Regions from separate parts of the Mus musculus genome. Here region 1 is linked to region 2. A link is a contact called in public Micro-C data. All regions are on one chromosome and are shown on one strand. The core of a region is the stretch at or near the end of the contact, and the rest is flanking DNA. Distances in the headings are between cores, read along the strand shown.

Evidence for each region. A called contact is a pair of places that touch in the nucleus more often than the background predicts.
Region 1: a Micro-C map of embryonic stem cells shows a contact between it and region 2, with 2.1 times the contacts expected there. The contact joins the promoter of 9430085M18Rik here to the promoter of Nkx6-1 in region 2. A contact is called at or near these places in 2 of 39 promoter capture datasets (embryonic stem cells and liver), 2 of 484 Hi-C or Micro-C datasets (both in embryonic stem cells), 2 of 115 datasets of contacts at active chromatin or transcription factors (both in embryonic stem cells) and 1 of 9 other capture datasets (liver).

What each region holds. Positions count from the first base shown.
Region 1 is chr5:101,699,914-101,705,330 of GRCm38.p6, forward strand. It overlaps 9430085M18Rik (a long non-coding RNA gene), which reads left to right and starts at 3,636. Exons shown (of 3, transcript XR_001785073.2): 1 at 3,636-4,197; 2 at 5,285-5,417.
Region 2 is chr5:101,661,967-101,667,053 of GRCm38.p6, forward strand. It overlaps Nkx6-1 (NK6 homeobox 1), which reads right to left and starts at 2,745. Exons shown (of 3, transcript NM_144955.2): 1 at 1,596-2,745; 2 at 1-40. The coding sequence starts at 2,268.

The sequences.
Region 1 (5,417 bases), core at 2,386-4,885, 39 kb after region 2:
TCCACCTTGTCTACCTAGTCCTGTCTATTGTTACCTTGGATTCCGACAATGAGCTACAGTCCCTCTGTACTTCCAGTGGTGCTGATACAGAAAGGAAGAACGGGAGGAGGGAGGGGGGGAGAGAGAGCGGAAGGAAGAAAGAAAGAAAGAAAGAAAGAAAGAAAGGAGGGAGGGAGGGAGGGAGGGAGGGAGGGAGGGAGGGAGGGAGGGAGGAGAAATTACACATTAGAAAGCTCTGCATAACTCGGTGACATTCTACCTCTAGTGTGAGAGAAGCTCTCTCTCTCTCTCTCTCTCTCTCTCTCTCTCTCTCGCTGATACGGACTACGGAGCATCCAACCGGGACACAGAAGATACGAAGAGATAAGCAAGTCCTATCCCTGGAACTCAGAACACAACTTTGCGCTTCGTTGTCCCTCCTCTTAGAGAGGTGGCAAAGGAGGCAGAAATGGACTGTCAGGGGGCCAAGGAAGAGGAAAGAGGACCCGAAACCCAGAGTGTTCTACTATCACACACTGCCTTCTTTCTCTACTGAAAAACCGCCATGAGCTTATGTCTAACTCAAAAGCCCCTCTTCTTCACTGAGATATGGAAACAGTCAGAGGAAGGTCCCTTTAAGTTTCATTTGTTTTTATTTGACCGCGCATGTGTATTATCGTTTCGGAGAATGTTAACAAGTGTTATAAATGGCTTGTTCTTATCTCACTATTCAATGTGTTAAGTATACTTTATCCAACTACATACATCTACTGATTATTTCCTCTTGGCTGGGACAGAATGGGGCATTAGGGCTGCCCAGGACTCAGTAAATATTTGTTCATTTCCAATTATAGTAATGTTTATCTTTGAAACAGCCAGCTGTTTTATTTATGGTAGGATGAAAGGGCACCATCATACTTATCGGTTTTCACTTCCCAGGAAAGGCACTATCAATAAACTATGACGCTTGCATAAATGTTTTTAAAAGAAGTGTCACATATTTGTTGTAATGGCGCCCCCTAGTGAACATTTCCATTACTGCTTTTTGAACACCTTTTAGGTTTGTTCATTGATGGTTGTTGGTTGGTTCACCTACTCATAATCTAAGCATCTAGAGGATGAGGCAGGATTGCCTCAAGCTCTGGTCCAACTTGGGAATACATTCAGAGCCTGTTTCAAAAGCCCTAAGAGAACTTTCTTTCCCCTGCCTATAAACAAAAGTTGTCTCCCAATGATCGTCTAAGTTTCATACATGGTCACAAAACTGAATAATAGAAGCAGAATTCCTTTCCTCTTGAAACAAACGGTGTCTACATTTTAATCCACTTGAAACAAGGAAAGTGAAGAGAGCAGGGCAGTCTCCAGCAGGTAGCATTTGCAGGAAGAACTTCGGTGTGTGGAAATATTCCACGTGGGTTCTTCCTCAGCACTTACACAGTTTATTTACATAATCTCTGTGTTACTTTATGCTGTGCCCTGCTAATCACTTTTTGCAGATGGGAAGTCCATGCTGCCAGCAAGTGGAAGCTGAGACATGGACCCAGGTTGCCTGACCCAGATTTCAAGCTGCAGGTTAATTATAAGTTAACAGAGCCACTGGATTGCTTACATCTCAAACCCAGTTTTCCTCCTCATAGCAAACCAGTTTGTCAGACAGTGGCTTCATGGATCCATCGTCCTCTGCTTGCATCACAGAAAGGCCCAGCACTGTCCTGCCCCAGGACTGCAGCTCCTCTCCCTGTCACACCCCGCAGCTGCCACTCAGCTAGGAAGAAGTGCTCCCTAATCCCAGGGCCACAGCAGGACAGAGCCAAGGACAGCACAGGCAGCCACAAGAAAACAACAACAACATTAGAGACAAAGGACACAAATGCCAACATCCCCTGGCAGATCGAAGACAACGAAAACAGCAGCACAACCAACAATAAAACACAGAAAATGAAGAACTCGTGAGGTCATACGTTATGTAGAAAGATAGACGAGAGATCTGGAAAGGTGAAGAGACGATAGATTTGATACATGTTCTCTCTGGTGGCTTCAGTGAGGAAATCCTCCTTGTGTGTCTAAATGCTTGCTCCCATGATGGTGATGCTATTTGGGGGAGGTTATGAAGCCTTCAGGAGATGAAGCCTCACTGGAGGAAGTGTGTCAGTGGGGGGGGGGGAGAGTGTGAATGGACTTTGAGGGTTTAAGTCCTTACCCTACTTTCTGATCCCTGACCCCTCTTCTATCTCTGTCTCTCTCTTCTCTCTGCCTCTCCGTCTTTCTCTATGTGTTTCTCTCCTCTCCCCCTCCCTCCTTTTTCTCTCCCTCCCCTTCCCCCCCTCTCTCTCTTCCCTCCTTTCTCTCTTTCTCCCTCTCCCCTCTCCTCCCTTCTTTCTCTCTCTCCTTTCCTTCCCTCCTTCCTATGTGTGGATAGACAGTGATGATCAGCAGCCCTCCTTCTCTCTCTCTCTCTCTCTCTCTCTCTCTCTCTCTCTCTCTCTCTCCTTTCCTGCCCTCCTTCCTGTGTGTGGATAGACAGTGATGATCAGCAGCCCTCCTTCTTTGTCCTCTTGGACTCCCCTCTGGAGTCATAAGGCACAGCAACGCTCTCCTCCTAAATTTGCCTTTGGTCCAGATATTGATCACACTGACAGAAAAGGGATATTAGTCCAGGATCTCTCCAGCAGGAGACTGCTAGGGGCACATTAGTAAAAACAAGAGTGTTGGCATTCACAAGGAAGGTTCCACAGTTTTATCACAGAGAGACTGGATCACGTGAAGTACACCGATGGATTCTAACCCAGAGAGAACTTTTGATCAAGACTGGTGTTTTCTTCCCTCCTCTTGCATCATAGCTTCAAGGGAAGCAACCGTAATCAAAATCCCACAGGGAGAAGCTAGGTTAGTTCTTGATCTGCTGAGCTCAGGTAACTCAGCCAAGGAGCAGATGGTTCTGGTATGACTCCAGGTGCAGGCTTCAGAAGAGTCTCACGTGAGACATGTCCCTCCTCATAATGCGGGCTGACCACAAGGACAAGCAGAAAAGCCAGACGACGAATGCCCTGACTCATTGAAAGAGGGGACAGTAATCTTCGACACAACCAAATCAGGGTCAGAGACGAAGTTCAACGGCAGAGCACGTGCCTAAATCACACAAGGTTTAGTGAGGATTCAAGCCCAGCCATACAAAAGCATAAATAAAACCAAAAAGCTGTCCAAATCATAAAAGATAAAGGCCATGGAAATACAAATTAAAGGTATAAGCATTTGACAACTTAATGCAATACACATTTCTCTCCCGATTCTGTCCAGGAAGGATAAAATGGCCGAAAGTTCATTTTTTAGGAGAATGGACAAAACTGAAATCTGAATGAGCAATTTCAGAGTATGGCACAGTGTAAATTTATTGGGCTAGATTACCGGTAAGAGAGGGAGAGGGAGGGGGAGGGGGAGGGGGAGGGGGAGGGGGAGGGGGAGGGAGAGGGGAGGGGGAGGGGGAGGGGAGGGGGAGAGTGAGAGAGAGAGCGAGAGAGAGAGAGAGAGAGAGAGAGAGAGAGAGAGAGAGAGAGAGAGAGAGAGAGAGAGAGAGAGAAACATACACTAAAGTACACAGGGGCAAAAAGAGAGGTATTTTCCTTTAAAAGGCTCAGAAAGAGCGTGCGTGGGCGTGAGCGCATGCGTGCATGGGGTCTGAGGAGCTGATGAGTCAGCAGTGGCGGTGGCGTGGAAGCCATGACCGCCACTAAACACTGCACCTGAACTGGCTGAGGTGGTAGCTGTTAAAGTCTGAAAGAAAATATAACTGTAAGCAGGTCACAGAAATACAGGGCGAACAAATAGTAAAGCGACAGGATAAAGCGGAGGTGTGAGTCCATCTGTCGTCACCGCAACAAAATACCCGAGGAAATGTGGAAAACCTTGTGCTGTCTCCTGCTTCAGAGGCACCAGCCCTAGGTCACGCTCAGCCTGGGCCTGTGGTGAGATCCACCTCACAGCAGAAGTTTGTGTTGCTCTCTCACACTAACGGTTTGAGAATTTGATCCCTTCTGCTACCTAGAAGCTGGTTGCCCCTGAGGTCCCTCCTTCCTCTAGCATACCACTCCTCAGAATGTCCAGAGATGACGCTGCAAGGACCCGTCTGTGACGAACTAGGGCACTGAGGAGAGCGTTCTCCAGGTTCCTTCCTCTTCCTGCGTTGCCATTGTTACCGTGTGACATTCCAGGGTAGGAGAGGTGTGTTCCTGGGGGATGGGTGGGAGGGTGCGCGTGTGCATATGTGTGTGTGTGTACATGTGTATAAATACTACTGCAATCCTTGGTCAGGGCCCTGACACTGGGTATTCCAACATATTGGGTCCAGCCACTCACCTCCAAACCCAGAGAAAGTAGGTGTGAAAACCAGGAAAGGACATTTAGTCAGTAAAACCACAGCAGGAAGGAAGGGCAGCTGCTCCTGTCAGTGCTGTTCAGCGGGGCAGTCAAGAGCCCCCGAATTATCCAGGCAAGGAAAATTATCCAGGAATCAGAGGAAACACATGCCATTGGTCAGTCTTGGTTACACTCTGGTCTGGCTGATCCTTGTCTAGGGATTAGTAAAAGCACAGTAAGGAAGTTGCAGTTGCCTGGACACACTGTCAACTCTTGTACAAGGTGTTTGTCTATCCACCTAGAATTCTAGGTGACTGAAGGGGAAAATGTTTCAGAACAAGAGAGTCACAGTATATGGCCACGTCTGCTTCTGCCCTCTGCAATGCACCAGGCACCTACAGGCCCAAGTGAGTGCAGGCGCTTTTAGCCACAGCAGACTCTAGATCTTGCTTCCAAAAGGAGAGACAGGTGAAGGGAAGATGGATGGTAGTTTTGGAGTGTCTGTGGTTTTCAAGTGACAGGCTAGCTATGTAGCCCAGACTAGCTACAATCTCATGATCCTCCTGCTTCAGCCTCCTGAGTGCTGGGATGGCAGGCAACAGTGTGGGTGTTGTTTGTTGTTGTTGTTTAAGATTTATTTATTTAGTTAATGTATATAAGTACTCTATCTTCATGTACACCTGCATGCCAGAAGAGGGCATCAGATTATATTTATAGATGGTTGTGAGCCACCATGTGGTTGCTTGAAATTGAACTGAGGTCCTCTGGAAAAGCAGCCACTGATCTTAGCCTCTTAGCCATGTCTCCAGCCCAATGGTGTTCTTTCTATTAGGAAGGAAATGCACGCAAATAGCGACCCTTTGAATTTTGTAGCATTGCTTCAGGACTAACAGAAAATGCTTTGTAATTCTGAAGAAATTTCACCTCCCCTTTCTCATCTCATCTCCCAAAGGACACCGAGAGTCAGGAGAGACAACAGCACACTCCGCCCATTTCAATAAAGAGAAAAGCAATCTCGAGAAAGCAAACGACCCCTGCCAACCCTCGGTTGGAATCTCAGGACTCTGACTGCGTATGCTCTACCC
Region 2 (5,087 bases), core at 1,495-3,994:
TTTCTCTTCCCATCTTTGTCCAACAAAATGGATCCTTGATCTGCGAGGACCGACAACAAGAGGAAGGAAGAAACAACTCGTTACCGTGCTCCACGGGAGGCGGGAGAGGGGAGCGAATTAGCAAAACTGTGCTTTGATAGCAAAAGAGCAACAATCCTTGATCTGTGTCCTGCGCCACCCCTGCGCTACCTTTTGCCAGCTACTTTTCTCCAACCAAGGTACGGTTGGTGTAGCAATAAATACTTTGTGCTTAACCATCGTGCCAATGGCTAGGGAGGCCACTGCTAAAGAGTACAGGGCAGAAAGGGGACACCCTCCTACACTAAGCAGGAGAGCATGAGAAAGGCCACCCTCGCCTCCCCATGTCAGTCTCTGAGCAGATAAGTGGTTTGGTGTGAAGGTAAACTAACTTTTTAAATTTTATATTTTGTTTTGTTTTCCTTGGCCACTTCCCTAACCTGTGCTGAGCAATAAAGGGCTCCTTGTATTTTGAGCACTTTAGGACATAACTCTTAAAGTTTGAGGCCCTTACGGGCTGGAGAAGAGACCAGAGGAGACACAGGTCTGGCAATCCCTACAATCAAGGATACAATAGTGTCTCTCAGACATTTCAATAGCTCTGAGGAATCGCCTTCCCACATAGAGCCTGACATAGTTTCCCGTTAGTCAAGTTACTGCCGCTAAATCTCAGGCAAGGAGGTCCAGAGAACCTGGACTGACTTCAGGGACTTGGTCGTCAGCAAAGAACAGAGTTGAGCCGGGCCCTGGGCGCCACCTGGGGGGAGGGGGGAAGGAGCCTTCTATCTAGGAGCTGTGACCCACTAGCCAGAATTGTCTGTCCAGACCTTGGGACAGCTGAATTGACCCAGAGCGTTTGGAGGCTACATTTTACTGGTCTGTGTCCTGCACATGTATATTTCTCATCATGTCCTCTCTTGAGTTAGTCTGTTGAGTGTCAATGCCCCTTCAGTGACCAGGGCCCTGGGATTCAGGAGTAGGGAAGACCCGGGTCCATCAATGACAACAGCCTAGTTCTGGGAACCGCTGGCACAGGTCATTCTGGACAAGTGCACTGGGAGTGGGCGAGGGAGCTGGGAGAAAAGGTGAGCTGGAGACAACCAGGGAGGGTGTGTGCAAGCAAAAGTCTGCTTTTCTCGAGGAGGTAGATAGCCAGCTGCCTTGCCTACCCTCGCGGGTTTGCCGAAAACAAGGGTCAGACTACTGAAGGAACGGGCGAGCATGGCAGGAAGGAGCCAGAAAGGAAGGGGTGCGGAGGCCTTTTCCCGCTTTCCATCCATCTGACCCAGAGCTGGCCAGGTTCAAGAACAGCCCAGACAGAAGCTCGCTTGCTGCGCTGTGTTCTGTCCAGACGCATTCTCGTTGGTGGAGCCCAGGCCTGCATGAGCCTCGGCGAGCCCAGGAAAGCGCGAGTCCCTCGCTCGCCTGCAGGGGCCCAGCCAACGGCGTGCTGTCCCGGAACTTCCAAACTAGTGTGGCGGCCAGGAGACTGACCGCCCGCAGGGGCACTGTGTGCTTCACGACCCGAGAGCAGACTTAGAAGGCAGGGACCCACCCTCCCCTCCCATAGTACTCACGGGGGGTACAGGCAAGGCGCGCGTCCCTCCACGGCGGACTCTGCATCACTCCGGGCCAGAAGATGGGCGTCCGACCGGGCAGCTCGGCCAGGGGCTTGGGGTACCGGCCCACGGCGGCCACAGCCGCGGCGCTGGGGCTAAAGTAGAGCCCGGGCGGCGGTGGCGGAGGGCTCAGGCTGCTGAAGCGGGGCAGGCCGGCCAGCAGCCCAGCGGGCGACGAGGCGGCAGCGGCGGCAGCAGCAGCGGCGGCGGCGGCCGCCGCAGAGGCCGAGGTGGCGGAGGCGGACGAGGAGGAGGAGGAGGAAGACCCGGAGGGCGAGGCGGAGGGCAGGGCGGCCCCCGAGGCCACCGGCATAGAGGGCCGGCTCAGGATGTCGTTGATGCCGTGTGGGGTGGCCGCCGAAAGCTGCTGCGGGGGACTGCCCAGGGACGAGAGGCCCCCCGCGGCCGGGGGCTTCAAGCCGCCCGGGTTATGTGAGCCCAAAGGTGGGGAGGGCGACGAGGACGAGGAGGACGAGGACGAGGAGGAGGGGGGCCCGGTGGGCAGCGGGGGATAAGCGGCGGGGTAGAGCGGGGTCTTCATCTCGGCCATACTGTGCAGGGCGGCCAGGGGCGGGCTGCTGAGCAGGAACGCGCTCTGCCGAGGGCCCTCCATCGCCCCCACAGCTAACATCCCACAGCCAGACCCGAACCCGCAGCCACGCAGGTCGGTGGCCCCGCCGGGGCTCGGGAGAACCCGAGGTGCCGGGGGCGCGCGCAAGCGAAGTGTGGATCGGCCGCGGGCTCCGGGAGCTGCGCAGCAAAAATGTCCAAACGCCCCGCGGGAGGCGGCAGGGGCGAGGGCTGCGGGGGCGCGGGCGGGCTCAGCGCTTCCTCGGCTTCGGGAGTCCCGGATTCGATCCCAGGCGCTGGTCCCTCGTTCCCGGCTCAGAGCGCTCTGCTTCTCATCTTCTCCACCCCCGCGGGAAATCAGCAAGACGTACCCCGCAGCCGACCCAGAGAGTTTGCAACAAGGTTGGGAGGCGCGGAGCGTTCGCTTTGATGTAGGAGGGCGGGGGCCGGCTCGCTCGCCTGGGGGAGCTTCAAAGCGGGCGGCGTTCCGCCCGGTGCGCGCCTCTGATCTCGCTCGGACGCTCCGCTCTCCCGGCGGCCGCGCTGCTGAGTCGCACTCACCGCTCGCCCGGGGGACAGAGCACAAACGGCCGGCGCGGGTATCGCGCCCGCCACTGCCTCGGGCCCGGCGTTACTGCGCCAGAAAGGGCAGTCAGTGACACCGCTCCGGCGGCTGGGGACTTGGTGCGCCCACGAGCCTACTTCCCCTCCGAGCCACGCGGCGCCGGACTAGCCGGATCGAAAAGGATAAAAGAAAATAAACCTAAGTATGGAAAAAGTCTGACGGGCCGGTTCCGATCGTCCGTCCTCTTCTGCAAGCCGGCCGGGAGACCCCCCCCCGTCCCACCCCCTGGCGCCCTCTCTTCCTCTCACTCTCCGCCTTTCTCTTGCCTCTCTGGCATTTCTCCTTGGCTTTCCAGGCTTGGCTCTTCCAAGCCCTGTCCTCTGGCCAAACTGACCCTCTCGGCGGCTCTTCCCTTCTCTCCTCTCTCCCTCTGGGCCTGACAGTTCGGATGAAGCTCTCAAAGGTAATAAAATATTTGCACCCCTCCCTGCCTCTCTTTAGCTGGGGGACGCAAGGGAGGGGAGGTGGGGGGCCAAAATGAGAACTTTCGAGGACGTCATTCCGGGGCGGCTCGGCGGGGCGGGACTGAGGAGCGGGGCCCGGGTCCTGGGCGTAAACACCGCCTCCAATAGCGCTCAGCTTGGGCAAGGCGTCGCTCCTAGAACACGCCCACCTGGGAGCGCCACACCTTTTGATTGGCTGAGACTAGGGAGCCATAAGGACGCGCCCTCCTAGTCCCCGCCCCAGCTTCACTTGGGCGGAGCCAAGAGGGGAGGGGCCTGGCGAAAAGAGTGGTTCCAGTCTAGAGCCAGCGGCCGGCTCAACTAATCGTGCAAAATAAAATGGAAAGGAGAAGGAGGGAGCAGGGACGAAGAGGGCATTACTTTTTAAAGAGAGGAATAATGAAAATCCAGCCCTTCTATGGAAAAGCAGTTTAAGTGCGGCTCTTCCGCCCACGCCAGCTCGCGTCATCCTCCCCCAGCTCGCGCGCGGCGCCCACCTCCAACGGTGTCTGGACCCTTGCGAAAAGGGAGCTAATGGAGCAGGCAGGAGGCATATCCCAGGCCGACTTCCTTCTTTTGAAGGGATTAATTAAAGGCCCTCTGGGCTCTTCCAGAATCGTGTAAATTGATTTGTTGTTCCTTAAGCCCGTAGATGTTTTTAAACCCCTCGCAGGCCTAAGGGTCACCCTTCACCATCTTTCCGTCTCCTGCTCTTTTCTGTTCTTTCTCCGTTCTTGTCTTCGCTCTCCCACTCCCTAGATCATTATCACTTATGAGGGGGCTCAGTACTCTGGGGATGAAATCAGCTTAATGAGAATATTTATCTCCTGCGTGGTGTCTAAACCTAACAGAAATGAGATAATTATTTTTTTAAAATCCTCCCTCTATTATTATTAGTTGGATTTATGAGGCAGGATCACTAAAATTCACAGGACAACTTTAGATAGAGGAATACCTCGGGGGAAGACAGGTAACTGTTGGAAAGTCTGGTCAAGCTCTCAACTCGGGTAGTTGAGTAAACTAGAGACGACCGACTTCTAGGCTGACATTGGGAGCGATGGTCAAAAGGGCTTTGCTCCCTCTGGCCGATCTTTAAGGTCTGCTCAGGGTTGACCAAAACCAAGGAAAAAACCTCTTTGGTCGATCTTGAGAAATCGGGCAGTTGATACACCAGTGGGGGGGGGGGGGGCGGGAAGTGTCACAGCAGAGATTTGCATCATATTATTGAGTCCAAATTTAAGGTTCAGAAAACAGAAATAGGCGATAAATGACCCAGGAATTAAAACTGAGCAGCGCCAGGGAGTTTGACTCTGAATGTCAAGCAGGAGGCCTTAAACTGGTCGGTCCCCTTACTTCTCCAAAGCTTGAGTGTTGTCAACTTGAGGTTGAGTTTGACGTGTGAGAGTAAAGCCTAGGGGTTAATCATCGCCTGCTCCTTTCATTCGCTCAGAGTCGGGGGTGGGGAAGATGATATTTGTCTTCCTCTGGCTTTCCCATCTTTATTAACTTCAAGACTTGGTTATTGCCATCATTCCGTAGAGTTTAGATCTGACCCTGGAAAAGGTGGGGCTCTGCACGGGTGGGAGATATGCTAAGCGGCCTGCCAGTCTCTAGGCTCCGGGGAGAGCTAAAGTGGGTGCTGTCTGCGCTTCCACGCCAGCCCTCTGCTACCTAAACCCGAGAAGAGCAGCCAGCCAATTTCGTGAAGCGGACAGTGGCGGGCAAGCCCCGGCTCTGTTTCTGCCGCTGGAATTTCAATGCCTCTGGCTTCCTCACAAACTACTCTCACTCGGACCCAGCATTTCCTCCGTG